2 separate regions of the Mus musculus genome follow, and region 1 is linked to region 2. The links are chromatin contacts, called in public ChIA-PET maps. All regions are on one chromosome and are shown on one strand. Each heading gives the region's core, a stretch centred on a gene start, on an enhancer-like site or on the middle of the called end of the contact. The rest is flanking DNA. Distances are from core to core; before and after follow the strand shown.

What was found. ChIA-PET counts read pairs in DNA pulled down with a chosen protein or histone mark.
Region 1: a contact with region 2 is called in an RNA polymerase II ChIA-PET map of memory CD8 T cells, with 17 read pairs. The contact joins the enhancer-like site here to the promoter of 2810403D21Rik in region 2. A contact is called at or near these places in 1 of 39 promoter capture datasets (pre-B cells), 4 of 484 Hi-C or Micro-C datasets (CD4 T cells, LSK cells, Th1 cells and 1 more), 3 of 115 datasets of contacts at active chromatin or transcription factors (effector CD8 T cells, embryonic forebrain and memory CD8 T cells) and 1 of 9 other capture datasets (adipose tissue).

What each region holds. Positions count from the first base shown.
Region 1 is chrX:109,109,503-109,115,386 of GRCm38.p6, reverse strand. The region is part of intron 1 of Sh3bgrl (SH3-binding domain glutamic acid-rich protein like); the gene reads right to left. Among named protein-coding and RNA genes, the nearest start is that of Sh3bgrl, 17 kb to the right of the region's middle. Within about 2 kb of position 1,291, at least 51 of the 459 cell types and tissues checked have an H3K27ac peak or open chromatin away from gene starts, as enhancers often do. A contact at or near this core is called in Th1 cells and memory CD8 T cells, where this site is marked.
Region 2 is chrX:108,830,375-108,836,207 of GRCm38.p6, reverse strand. 2810403D21Rik (RIKEN cDNA 2810403D21 gene) reads right to left here and starts at 1,730. Exons shown (of 5, transcript NR_015493.2): 1 at 1,523-1,730. Brwd3 (bromodomain and WD repeat domain containing 3) reads left to right here and starts at 1,862. Exons shown (of 41, transcript NM_001081477.2): 1 at 1,862-2,109; 2 at 2,242-2,300; 3 at 2,502-2,531; 4 at 2,935-2,994. The coding sequence starts at 2,079.

The DNA of each region.
Region 1 (5,884 bases), core at 42-2,541, 280 kb before region 2:
TTGTCATCAAGGACACCCTTCCATGACAGAGAAGAATTGTTCTTTGGTCATGAGTATACAAGTAACTGCAGTTCTCTGGTAGGAATCTCCAAATAAAATTCTGAAGGAATATAAATTTGAACAAGGCACCAATATAATATAACATAATATAATAGTGGATATAAAACACATGCACCATATCAGCAGGCAAATAATCAAATACTGTTTCCAGAAAACTGAGTTCTGGGAATATAGCTCAATTGGTAAAGTATTTTGCCGCACAAGCATGAAGATGAAGTGCAATTGCCAGGACTGATATAAAAGGACAAGCACAATGGATTATAATCCCATTGCTAATTCAGGAGGAGACAAGCAGATCCCTGGGGATCACTGACCAGCCATCCTAAAAAGCCCCAGATCCCAATGAGAGACCCTGTCTCAAAAAATAAATAATAGTAGAAAGCTGAGGCTGACTCCAGCCTTTACATGCATGCCCTTATACATGCTTACGCCACACTTAGCATGCAAACATGTGTGCATGTGTTTGTGCACACACACTCACGTGCGCACGCTCACACACAAACATACACACACATGCACATACAAACAAAACTTCAGGGAGATATGAAAGATGATATGTTAGGTTGAAGGGTTCTAATGTCACGTTTCAGACATCAGAATGTAAAATTCCAGAGCACTGGGTAAGGGCTCAAAAGACATTTGGCATAATTTTAAATCTTTTTAATAACTGGGTTATCTAACAGTGGGGAAACTTTCCTTTCTCAATAACTATTATGAATATGAATACAGAAAATAAATGTTTGCAGTGCTACAAATTGCCAGATGAAGTGATACTTGTGCCTTGTAATTCCAGCATTTGGGAGATTAACACAGGCTTCTTGTCTGTTTGAGGCCATCCTGGGGTCCACAGTGAGTTCCAGGCCAGCCTAAACTACAAAATAAAACCCTATCTCAAAAACAAAACAATTTACAGCTCTAAGCTTGTATACTTTAAATAAGATGTTTAATGGAGTGCACTATAGGTCCATTTTCCCTGTAAGATTCTTTCCATCTAGAATCAGGTTTCACAAATACAATAGCTCCACACAAGGTTACACAAACATTGCTCAAACTATTAAGGCAGCAACATCATCACAAAACGTAAATAATTCATCAACAAATACCAAAGAACATCTTTTCCAAGCTAGCAATGGGATGATACCTGACACAGTCTGTTTAACAGTTTAACTACTTATCTCTACTTATCTCGTGTTTACAGTTTCACTTTTACAGTTTTACCGATTAGCACAAGAAGATTAACTGACAATAGGATTAGTTTCTCTTTCAAAGGTCTGCTCTATCCTCCCCTGGAGGCCTGTTTACTAGGCCTGTTTACTTCCTTACCTTTCTGGGGGAGACTCCAGCTCTCACCTTTCTGGGCTCAGCTTCTCTTCTCCCAAATCCTTCTGTTATGCTTAGTAGCCAAGACCAAAGGTCTCAGCCGGGGCCTCAGAAGAGTTTATCATCACCCGAAACTCAAAGATCCATTCAGACACTCTGGAGGTCCACCAAGATAACATGGGGGGGGGGCAGTTTCTATGGAAACCATGGCAAAGCAAACAGATGGTGGTATTTGTGGGTAATGGCAGCAATTAGGAGCAAGACGACCACCACCACCTGGCTCACATTATTAAAAAGCCACTCAAATCACCACCACCAGCCTAAGCCATGGAAATCACAGCCAGGAAATAAGGTCTCTGATAGGCTCCTGGGATTCAAAGAACAATGAGATCCACAGCCAGATAGATGATCCTCCAGGACACCAACAAGGAGACCCTGACCTCTTTGTCAGCCTCCATGTCATCATTCATCCATGATCACCTTAAGCATAGCCCTTGCCCTGGGAAAGTAATGAGGACACCACCTCACCAGGCAGGCTGAGGCGGGAGGTGAAGCCAGCACCAGCCTGTGTAACAAGTAGGAACAAAAAATGAGTACAGATCAAAACCCTAGAGAAACAGTTCTCTGTCCTTGTGCTGTCCTCAAGCCATAAAGAAGATGGGGGAGGGGGGAGACAAGAACAAACTCAAAATTCATCTCCTGATTAGTATAAAGGGAAAAGGAATCTGACAAAAATGGTAAAGGAGTTTGGGAGTAAAGATAATTATTGCACTGAGAAAGAGTTTATTAGAGAAGACAGGTTAACAATGGATAAGACCAAGGACTGTGGAATAAGGGGACAAAAATCCACTTGCAAAAACAGAGGTGAGAAAAAAAGCTCAATTACGCAAAGGTAATATGCCCAGATGTCTGGATTAAACAGTGCCTTTAGTGCAGTGTTTCCATGACAGCACCTAAGGGGATTTTAGTATGTGAATGAGCATGTTTATTCAGTTGAATATATTTATGTTAATAGGTAAAAGAAAACTGAGCAATTACCATATCAAATCCATGATTTCACCTACATTGCTGTTTAAAATAAAATACTTTGTTCATGCATGCATTCATTCATGCATTCAAATTCCATACACGTATATTCATTATATACTTGCCAATGACTGAGCACAGTGTGGTAGTCTGAAAACACAACAGAGATTAAGATTAACATCAGCAACTTTACAAGTCTATAAGGAAGAACTATAACAGAAAAAATGAATAACATAAAACACCTTAGACACAACGCAACTATAGTGTAAAATATATGTAATCCATGGAGTTCTCTAGAGATGGTTAAAGTATTTTTTTGCTAATAAGTGAATTCTGGATAGAATGGATGGCAGAGAGAAACAATCCTGAAAATGTTTCCCTCAAATATCAACTCAGCTGTGATTCAGTCCATAGTTCTCAGCAATTGGAAGTGTTATGAAGTGGTGGCTAACATTCATGAGCTGTGTCCTCTTTCTCACATTTAGCATTATCAATATAAATCCACACATCACTTTAAAAGGAAACTATTATAGCAGCAAAAATCATCCTGGCTTTTACAAATCTACTTCTTTCCCTAAAAAACATACAAAAGAAACCTGAGGTGAATATAGATCTCTAAAAGTTGGATAAAGATTTAACTGTAAAACGAAAGTCCAGGACAGGGAAATGGTTCAGTGTGCACAGATACAAAATTGGCAGCCTGAGTTTGATCCTTGGGCCCATATTGTGAAAGGACAAGGACTGACCCTTTCAAGTTGTACTCTGACAACTACAAGTACATCCGCACATGAGCATACACACATGCATATACACACAGAGGGAGAATAAAGAAAGAAAAATGTTACACATTTTCTAAAAAGAAACTTTACAGATGAAAACAAATTTACTTCTCACACTGAGGTCAAAGTCTAGCATCCCTTTTTTTTTTTTTTTTGAGGCCTTCACCTGAGTCAAAACCAAGTCAATAATATAAAATAAAATAGCATATAGTTTTGGTTAAAACATTAAATATAATTACTGTGATCACCTTAGTTTTGATTATATATTACTATAATTGGTATTGGAGATGATCTGACTGGCAGGATACTGAGTGAAATACATTTTCATTCATATATATATACATATATATGTGTGTGTGTGTATGTACATGTATATGTATATATATAAATATGGTTGAGAAGGGAGCTAGATTTTCTAAATTTTCTATATAATCCATCTGGCCATCATTTGAACCATTTCATTTAGAAAAGACTGAAGTTGAGTCTTTTTTTTTTCCTCCTTTAGATCGAGTTTCAATTTGTACCCCGAACAGGCCTCGAACTTGGAAGCCATCTTCCTGCCTCAACATCCCATGCTTTGGGATTACAGTCATGGACTATCATGCCAGGCTCTAAAGTCAGCTTGAAATCAGGAATATCATAGAAGAAGCTGTAACACCCCTGCCTGGTTTCTCCATGCACACCTATTTTTTTTTAAGTGTTCCCAATTCCAGAGTTGAAGACAAGGTAGAAAATAGAGAGTGTTGACTAAAACATCTGAACAAAGAATGATCCATGGTTCATTTATTATATTATAGCAAAAATTGGGGTTCATGGTAAATATAATGGAATTATAAATGAGGTTCAAAGTAAACTTTTTGTAAAAAATAAAATAAGTAAATACCAATTATCTTAATTCAGTTCAATTATGAGTAGAAACAATGCCATTTAATATCTATTCGTGATGCATCCTCAGCCTTGTCCCCAAATGTGGTTTTGGGTTAAGTATACACTCTATACCTCAGCTTGTCTTCTTGCCTAACTGTTAAAAAAGCCATAGCTTGGGAACATAGTTCAGTGATGGAGTATTTCTCTAGCACCCTGCTTGTTAAACTGTGAGCAATTGAACACACTTAACTGAATGCACTAGATATGAAACGTTTAGGAACCCTTATGGCTTCTGAACATGCAAGTGTCCATTGATTAATAAATCCAGGGCATTTCAGTCAGCTCGTGTCTATGACTCAATGTACAACTTAGCTGCAGCCTTGATTCTGAACACAGACTTGCACAGGCAGCTCTAAGTGGATTCAGTGGGTGAACCATGAAGTTAGGAGGGGAAAGTGGTAATGGTAGTAAGAGGAGGAAACGGAAAGAAAAGAGTGGGCACTAAAATAATCTTAGTGGAACAAGGCACTCACTCTACCTACTCCAAAAGTTTATAAGCCCAAACTTCATGAGAGCACCTCCTTAACAACAAAGATTCGCCTTGCATTTCCATCAGACTATTTCAGAAACTTTTTGAAGATGGCTTAACTTGCCTTTCACTCTGTAAAACACATATATGTGGAGAGATAGACAAATACAGACAGACAGACAGACAGACAGACAGACCAACCGATGGATAGACTGATGTACTGTGTGCTGTGAGATATGGCAGTTAACATTAGAAGTTAAGTTTCTAATAAAATAGCCTGTGCTTACCTTAGACAGATTGCCAAGGTAATCAGATTAACTGACAAACTTAAATTGCTGAACCTCATATTTGTTACTCAATAAATTCCATATTGTAAAAAGAAGTCTTGGTCCGCATGTGCTCCCCAAACTCCAGATACCTTATTTCTGTGTGAGCATATGCACACTTATCCATCCATAGCTTAGGGGGAAATGTTGCCATATTTGGGACATGTTCAGTAGAAAGTCAAATTTTAAAAAAATAATTTAAAGACAGTCTACAGTAAGACAAATCACACATGTGCCTGAAGTAGATGAAAAAAATATTCATCAAGAGAAGATGTTTAATACCGGGCAGATGAAATACTAGCTAACATATGCAGGAGAAATAGAAGATGTGAAAGAAAACACGTAGAAATTAGACTAACAATGAAAAACGTGTAGCAAGTTTTCAAAAGCATAGTATCCCTTACCAGAAAACAAAGATTTAGAAATGTCACTGTCACTGGCAGCATAGTAGCTTGATTTCTGGATTTCCAATCTTTGTCTCTCCCTCCTTCCTTCTCCTCCTCCTTTCCTCCCTCCCTCCCTCCTTCCTTCTTTCCTTCCTCCCCTCACTCTCTGTCCTTCTATCCCCCTTCTTCCTTCTTCTTTTGCCTTCTTCACTTTTATGATTCTATATAATTACTTTAGTGCCATTTTCCTTTCCTAAAGTATAATTCCCTTAGGACACAAACTTTGAATCAAACACATTCAACGAAACACAAATCAATGTGCATTCTTATTTTTCCTTCATTCAAGAACTGGGGGTGGCGAGGGGGTACTGAATTTGGAGCTTCCCAAAAGAGTGCTCTGGAACATAATCAGTACTCTTTTAACATCTTAAAAATTATGTTTGGTTTTTTAAGACAGACTTGCTAGGTAGCCCTGTATGTACTGGAATTCAGCTATACAAACTGGGCTGGCTTCAAACTTCCTTTCATTCCCTTCCATCTGCCTCTGTCTCTAAGATTGCCACTGGAACCACTCACACTGTGAATTCTTAC
Region 2 (5,833 bases), core at 481-2,980:
AAACACAGTGAATATTATTTATTATCATTTACATATAAGAAAAACAATAGCATGTAAGTGCTTTGAAGTCATATAGCAGGTGGTTTTTTTGTTTTGTTTTGTTTTAGTTTTTGTTTTTTAGAGACAGGGTTTCTCTGTGTAGCTCTGGCTGTCCTGGAACTCACTCTGTAGACCAGGCTGGCCTTGAACTCAGAAATCTGCCTGCCTCTGCCTCCCTAGTGCTGGGATTAAAGGCGTGTGCCACCACACCTGGCTAGTAGTAATTTTTAATATTAGTATGGTAGAGAAAAATATAAACTGTCTCCTAGGTCACTGTTAAGGATTAAATGAGTTACAGCAGGCAAAATATGTAGTAATGACTTGGTAAAGGTTAGCTGTTAATTATATTATCTTGAACTATAAAAATTACTATTTCAGTAAGCACCTCACAATTTTGTCCTGAGGTTTTATATTTCTTTTATCTACTTCTTTCAGATACTGATTATACCAAAGATAACCATAGCATTTTACTCTTATGTTGTTATTAATTACTCAATAAAAGAAATTGGCAGAATGAATTGCTAAGGATATGTTAAGTTTATGAATTGAATTAAATTTAATTCTATGCCCAATGTGGTTTAATCACCGAGCTCCCTGAGTCTGAAAACCAAACTCCCACTATAGCCATACATTAATGTGAACCTTCAAATTTGAGTATTTCAAAGCAAATAATGTACACAATTCAAATAGTACTTGTTTTCCCATCATGTTTTGTTTCTATGAATTCTGTTCAAAGTAACATCCTGAGAACGGGATGCTAAGAGAAATTGGGGAAGTGAACCAGTTTCCTCAAACTGTCAATTATTATACAAATCCTTTGATCAAATCAGCGCTGTGCTAAGAGTTAAAGTTATACATGAAAACAATTGTAGTCTCAAGGTAGTGGAAAAAAGACTTTTTGTCAACCGGAGTGGCGACACATGCCTGCCACATGAGCACTAGGGAAGCTGAGGCAGGAAGATTGACATGGAATTCCAGGGGAGCCTTGGATAGATACATAGTGACAGCAAGTCAGAGAATATCACTTCAAAGACAAACCAAACCAAACTATCATTTCTATCCAAATTTCAATGAATAGTTAAGAACTTTAAAAACGTTTTGGCAGAATTTCAAAACAGCGTTCCAACTTATCCTACAGGAATTGAGAAGAAAGAGCTTGTTGACCTTTTCAGAAGGGGGAAACGGCCTCCTCCTTAAAGTGTAAACTTCGCGCGCAATGTTTATCAGAATCAAGGGGAGACTTGATACTACTACAAGAAGTTTTCTAGAAGAATATTATTCCCTTGCTCATCAGGTAGGCGCAGCACTTTCTTTTGGCATGCTGTTCCTTGTTTGAAAACAAAACCTTGCAGTAGCTAGCGACTTTTTCTTGGGGTAGAGAAAGAACAAACAAACCAAATCCGTTCGGTGACCCAAGGTAAGCTAGATCATGTCAGTCCCTCGCCAGTTTCTCTTGATCATGTCTGGAGAGAGGTTCCCTCACCGGAAAGGGTCCGATTGCCCTTACAGGAAGGGTAAGCAACTCCGGAGCTCTAGGACGCCAACGCCACCACAGAGTTTGACGAAGATTGCCAGAGCGTCTGCCTGCATTTAGAACCTCTTCCTTGTTCTCTGGGCAGTAACTAGGCAACCCCAGGCCGGCTTAGCTGCTGGAACTAGGCGGCCGCCTTAGTGCCTCTGGCGGCCAGCCTGGAGCTTTGCAAGCGGCTCCCTTCCCTTTTCCCCCCTCCTTCTTTCTATGGCTCCACCCCTTTCCCCCCGCCCACCCCTCTCCCCCCGCCCACCCCTCGGCGACTTCAGCTCCTCCCTCTCCTTCTCTCTTGCTCTCCTTCCTCCTCCGCCTCCTCAGCTCTTGGGCTAGAATATCTATGGGTCGAAACGTGATGCGATGAATCCGAGAGAGACCGAAACTGGGACGAAGAGTGCGGCGGAAGCGGCGGGACTCCCAAGCATGGGGGCTTCACCACAATAGAGGCAGCGCCCCCACCCGCCCCCGCCAGCCCTCCTGAGCGAAGCCCCCAAACCCCCTCGGGAAAAGGATGGCGGCGGCACCTACCCAGATCGAAGCCGGTGGGTAGCTGAGCCGGGGGCAAAAGGGATGGGGGCTTTGCGCGACTGCTGTCAGATTTTTTTTAAAAAGCTTGTATCTCTTTTCCTTGCCTCTCTCTCAACGTCTCCCCCCACCCCCAACCCCTTCTTTAGAGCTGTATTACCTGATCGCAAGGTTCTTGCAGTCCGGACCCTGTAACAAATCCGCTCAGGTGAGAGGGAAAGGATATCTGGGAGTGTTGGGGAATGGTCCCATTGGGGAAATTGAGGCACTGGGTGAGCAGTGCAGTTGGAGGGTGAGGGAAAGGCCGGCCGCGATTACTCCTACAGTCAGCGGCTGTGTTGGAAGTGGGGAGGGAGGAATGGGTTGGCGCCCCAATCTGCTTTCACATCCCTGTGTCCCTCTTCCCCAGGTGCTAGTGCAAGAGCTCGAAGAGCATCAGGTATGGACCCCTTTTGGGAAGAGGTGGGGAGGGCTGGGGAGAACCTGGAGGAAGGGTAAGGTAGGTCAGGGGCCGAGGGCAGGGGCCCGGAGGGAGCCTTCGAGCTGGACACTTGGGGCTGTTGTCACTTGGGGTAAATCGGGTTCTTTGCTTAGAAGGGGCGGACAACGCAGGGGTCTAAACTCGCTGCCTTTTATTCCTGCGGGAGGTGTTTTTTCAGGATTTCCTTCCCTTTGGCCTGCCCCCCCCCACCCCCAACCCCCGGCACAGCGGCAGTAGCTGTCGGGACTGGAGAAATGAAAATGTTAAAGGGTCTAGGATTAGGCTCCAGGCTGGGTGCTGCTGCTGGGGAGCAGAGGCTTTTCCTTCACCCCCCCCCCTTTTCTTTTCCTCCGGCCCCCAGCTGATTCCGCGCCGCTTAGACTGGGAAGGGAAAGAGCACCGAAGAAGCTTCGAGGATCTGGTTAGTAAACTTTTCGTTTCAACTTAGCCCAACTCTTTTTCCACTCCCTCCCCACCTTGTGCCCCCAACCGCCCCTGGCCCTTCAGCCCTTAGAGCTCCCCGAGCCTGCTGTTCGGTGTTCGAAGGACTGCCCCTTCCCCCTCCCAGCGTGTCGGAAAGGGTACCTTGCCCTGCTCTAGCCTTGCTTATTTTCACCCCAAAACTTTGAAGAATGTGAGTTGGTTTTCAGAGGTGCTGTGTTGTGCTTTAGGACTGTGTTACAAACAGCGGAGAAGGCCCATTGTAGGGGGATAAGGGACAGAAACCAGGGGGTTATCTTGGGGCACGTACCAAGGACTGACGCTGGCCAATGACAGCGTTGGTAACAGCCCGGAGTTCCGGATTAGTGGAAGAAAACTGGTTTCTGGTTGGTCCTGGCTTGAAATACGGGAACTGAGGCCAGGCTTGGGTGTTTTTTTTTTTTTCTAGCTCTCTCTCTCTCTCTCTCTCTCTCTCTCTCTCTCTCTCTCTCTCTTTCTCCTTTTTCTTTCTTTCTTTTTTTTTCTTTTTAGAGTGGAGGGGAGAAGGAATTCAGAAGGGGAACTGACTCATAAGTGAGAAAAACTACATAAATAAAAATACTGAGGACTACTGAGTGAATTCCAAGATTGTTCATCTTTAGATAATGGGTTACTGAATAAAAACATTGTTATATATTTCTAATCTTAAAAAATAGCTAATTAATTCATCAGTAAACTGCATTTGTGCAAATATGTTTTCACTAAAGAAGAAATATGTATTATGACCTTTTTGGGAATAGGTGAACAGGATTTTGGGATTAGGAGACAATGGACATTTTTAAAAAAGAGAATATACTTTAGTTAAGTCTTGAATTGACTCTTGTTTTTTCCATAAATATAATTTGCAATGTAAGTGCACTTTCTGCTCTGCACTGAGACAAAAAGATGATCTTTTATATGTGGGGAAAGAGATTCTACTCTTAGCTACAGAGTTGTATGATGAAAGGAGTGATAATAAAACCTAAATTGAACTCTCTTTCCTCCAAATAAGATCCAAATGAGGAAAAGCATACAAAGTGGACACAAAGTTGGAAGAGTAGTAGACTAAGGCAGACTAAATAAAAAGAAAATAATTGAAAGTTTGCTTGTCAGTAGAAAACAGTTAAATTGCTGTGATGTTAATTTTGAAAACTTTGAGTATTATAAGAGTGAAGCCACATTATTACAGAAGCTACTGAGTTTTCCCTAATATCTTGCAAATCCAAAAATGGTTTAATTGTAATAAGAGTGAATGCCACCACCAGTATTATTAATGGTAATAATTTCTCAGATGGGTACAAATTATTTTTGAATACCTGTTACTACTTTTAATTTTCAGCCTGAAGTTTTGTTTTTCTTCTTTCTGTTGTTGTTAGACATAAATCCTACTTGTATCACAGAAGGTAAATTCGAAGTATTCACTAATACATGTTTTAGTATCAAACTACTGATAGCTGTTTGAACATAGTTTTAATATCTGGGTGTATGAGAAATGATTTTGTGTACTTTTTTCCTTTTCCAGCTTATATATGGATAGGCAGGTAGATCATTTTTAAGCAAATGAGAAAAGGAAACTTAAAAATGAACTTGATAGAAAATTGAGTAATTAAAAATGGTCTCCTTACCACACACTTTAAAAGGTGGTTTTCTAGTCATTTTTCTTAAACAGTAAAGGCAAATCTTTACACAGTTATTATCAGCATCCATCCTTTGCTTTATATTTTTCTGACAGTACTTTTGTATGACTATTGTTCTTTGAATATCCATCATGGTAATGGTAAGAAAAAGAATTAGTTGTGTTTTAAGTATTATGATTTGTCTTAATTTCCAATTGGTCATTTGAGCAATGACCTTTACCTTTTCACTAATTTTTTTTTTTACCTTTTCACTAATATTTTAACCTTTTCACTAATATTTTTACCTTTTCACTAATATTTTTGCATAATTAGGGGAGGGGCTCTTTTTCTGTTGCCTTCTCCAAAAGTCTCATGGATTTATGAATAAGGTCAAAGTAGCTCTTGAGTTTTCAAGCTTTTGTCACATATTGAACATCACTCTCCAGAAGTTTGTACTAATATTTAATGCAAAAGAAAGTGTGAGGGTTTATAGTTTTAAAATTATTTAAAATGGTTTTAATATGTGATAGTAGTCTTGAATTGATTTAAATAGACTTTTTCTTATTAGCAGTAAGACTTAAACCTTAACAATTATTTATTAATTATTATTAATACACTCATCCATTTATGTGGGCTTGATTTACTGTATCATGTGTTTTTTGTTTTGTTACTGTGTTTGAGACAGTCACATACTATTGTGTAGGCTGACCTGGAGCTCATGATGTAGTCTAGGCTTGCCTCAAGCTCTAAGCAACCTCATGCGTCAGCCTGCGAAATTCTGAGATTTTAGGTATGACCCACCTTATGGATCTTTCTTTCCTTCTTTCTTTCTTTCTTTCTTTCTTTCTTTCTTTCTTCCTTTCTTCCTTTCTTCCTTTCTTTCTTGGGTTGGTATTATTATACAAGGTTTTATAATTTAGCCAAGGCTTGCTTTGAATTTGCAATTTTCTGTGAAGAGTTTGTGATTCTCTGGGAGCTTTAAAGTCAATGTTACCTATTCCCCAGCCTTCCTAGCAGGCACATGCCACCATGTGCTTGGCTACATTTTCTCTCTCTCTCTCTTTCTCTCTCTCACTCACACACACACACACACACACACACACACACACACTTGTGTGTGATGGAACTGACGGTCTTGTGTACAAACTACATTTGAAGACCTGTCTTATACATTTCACGTTTTTA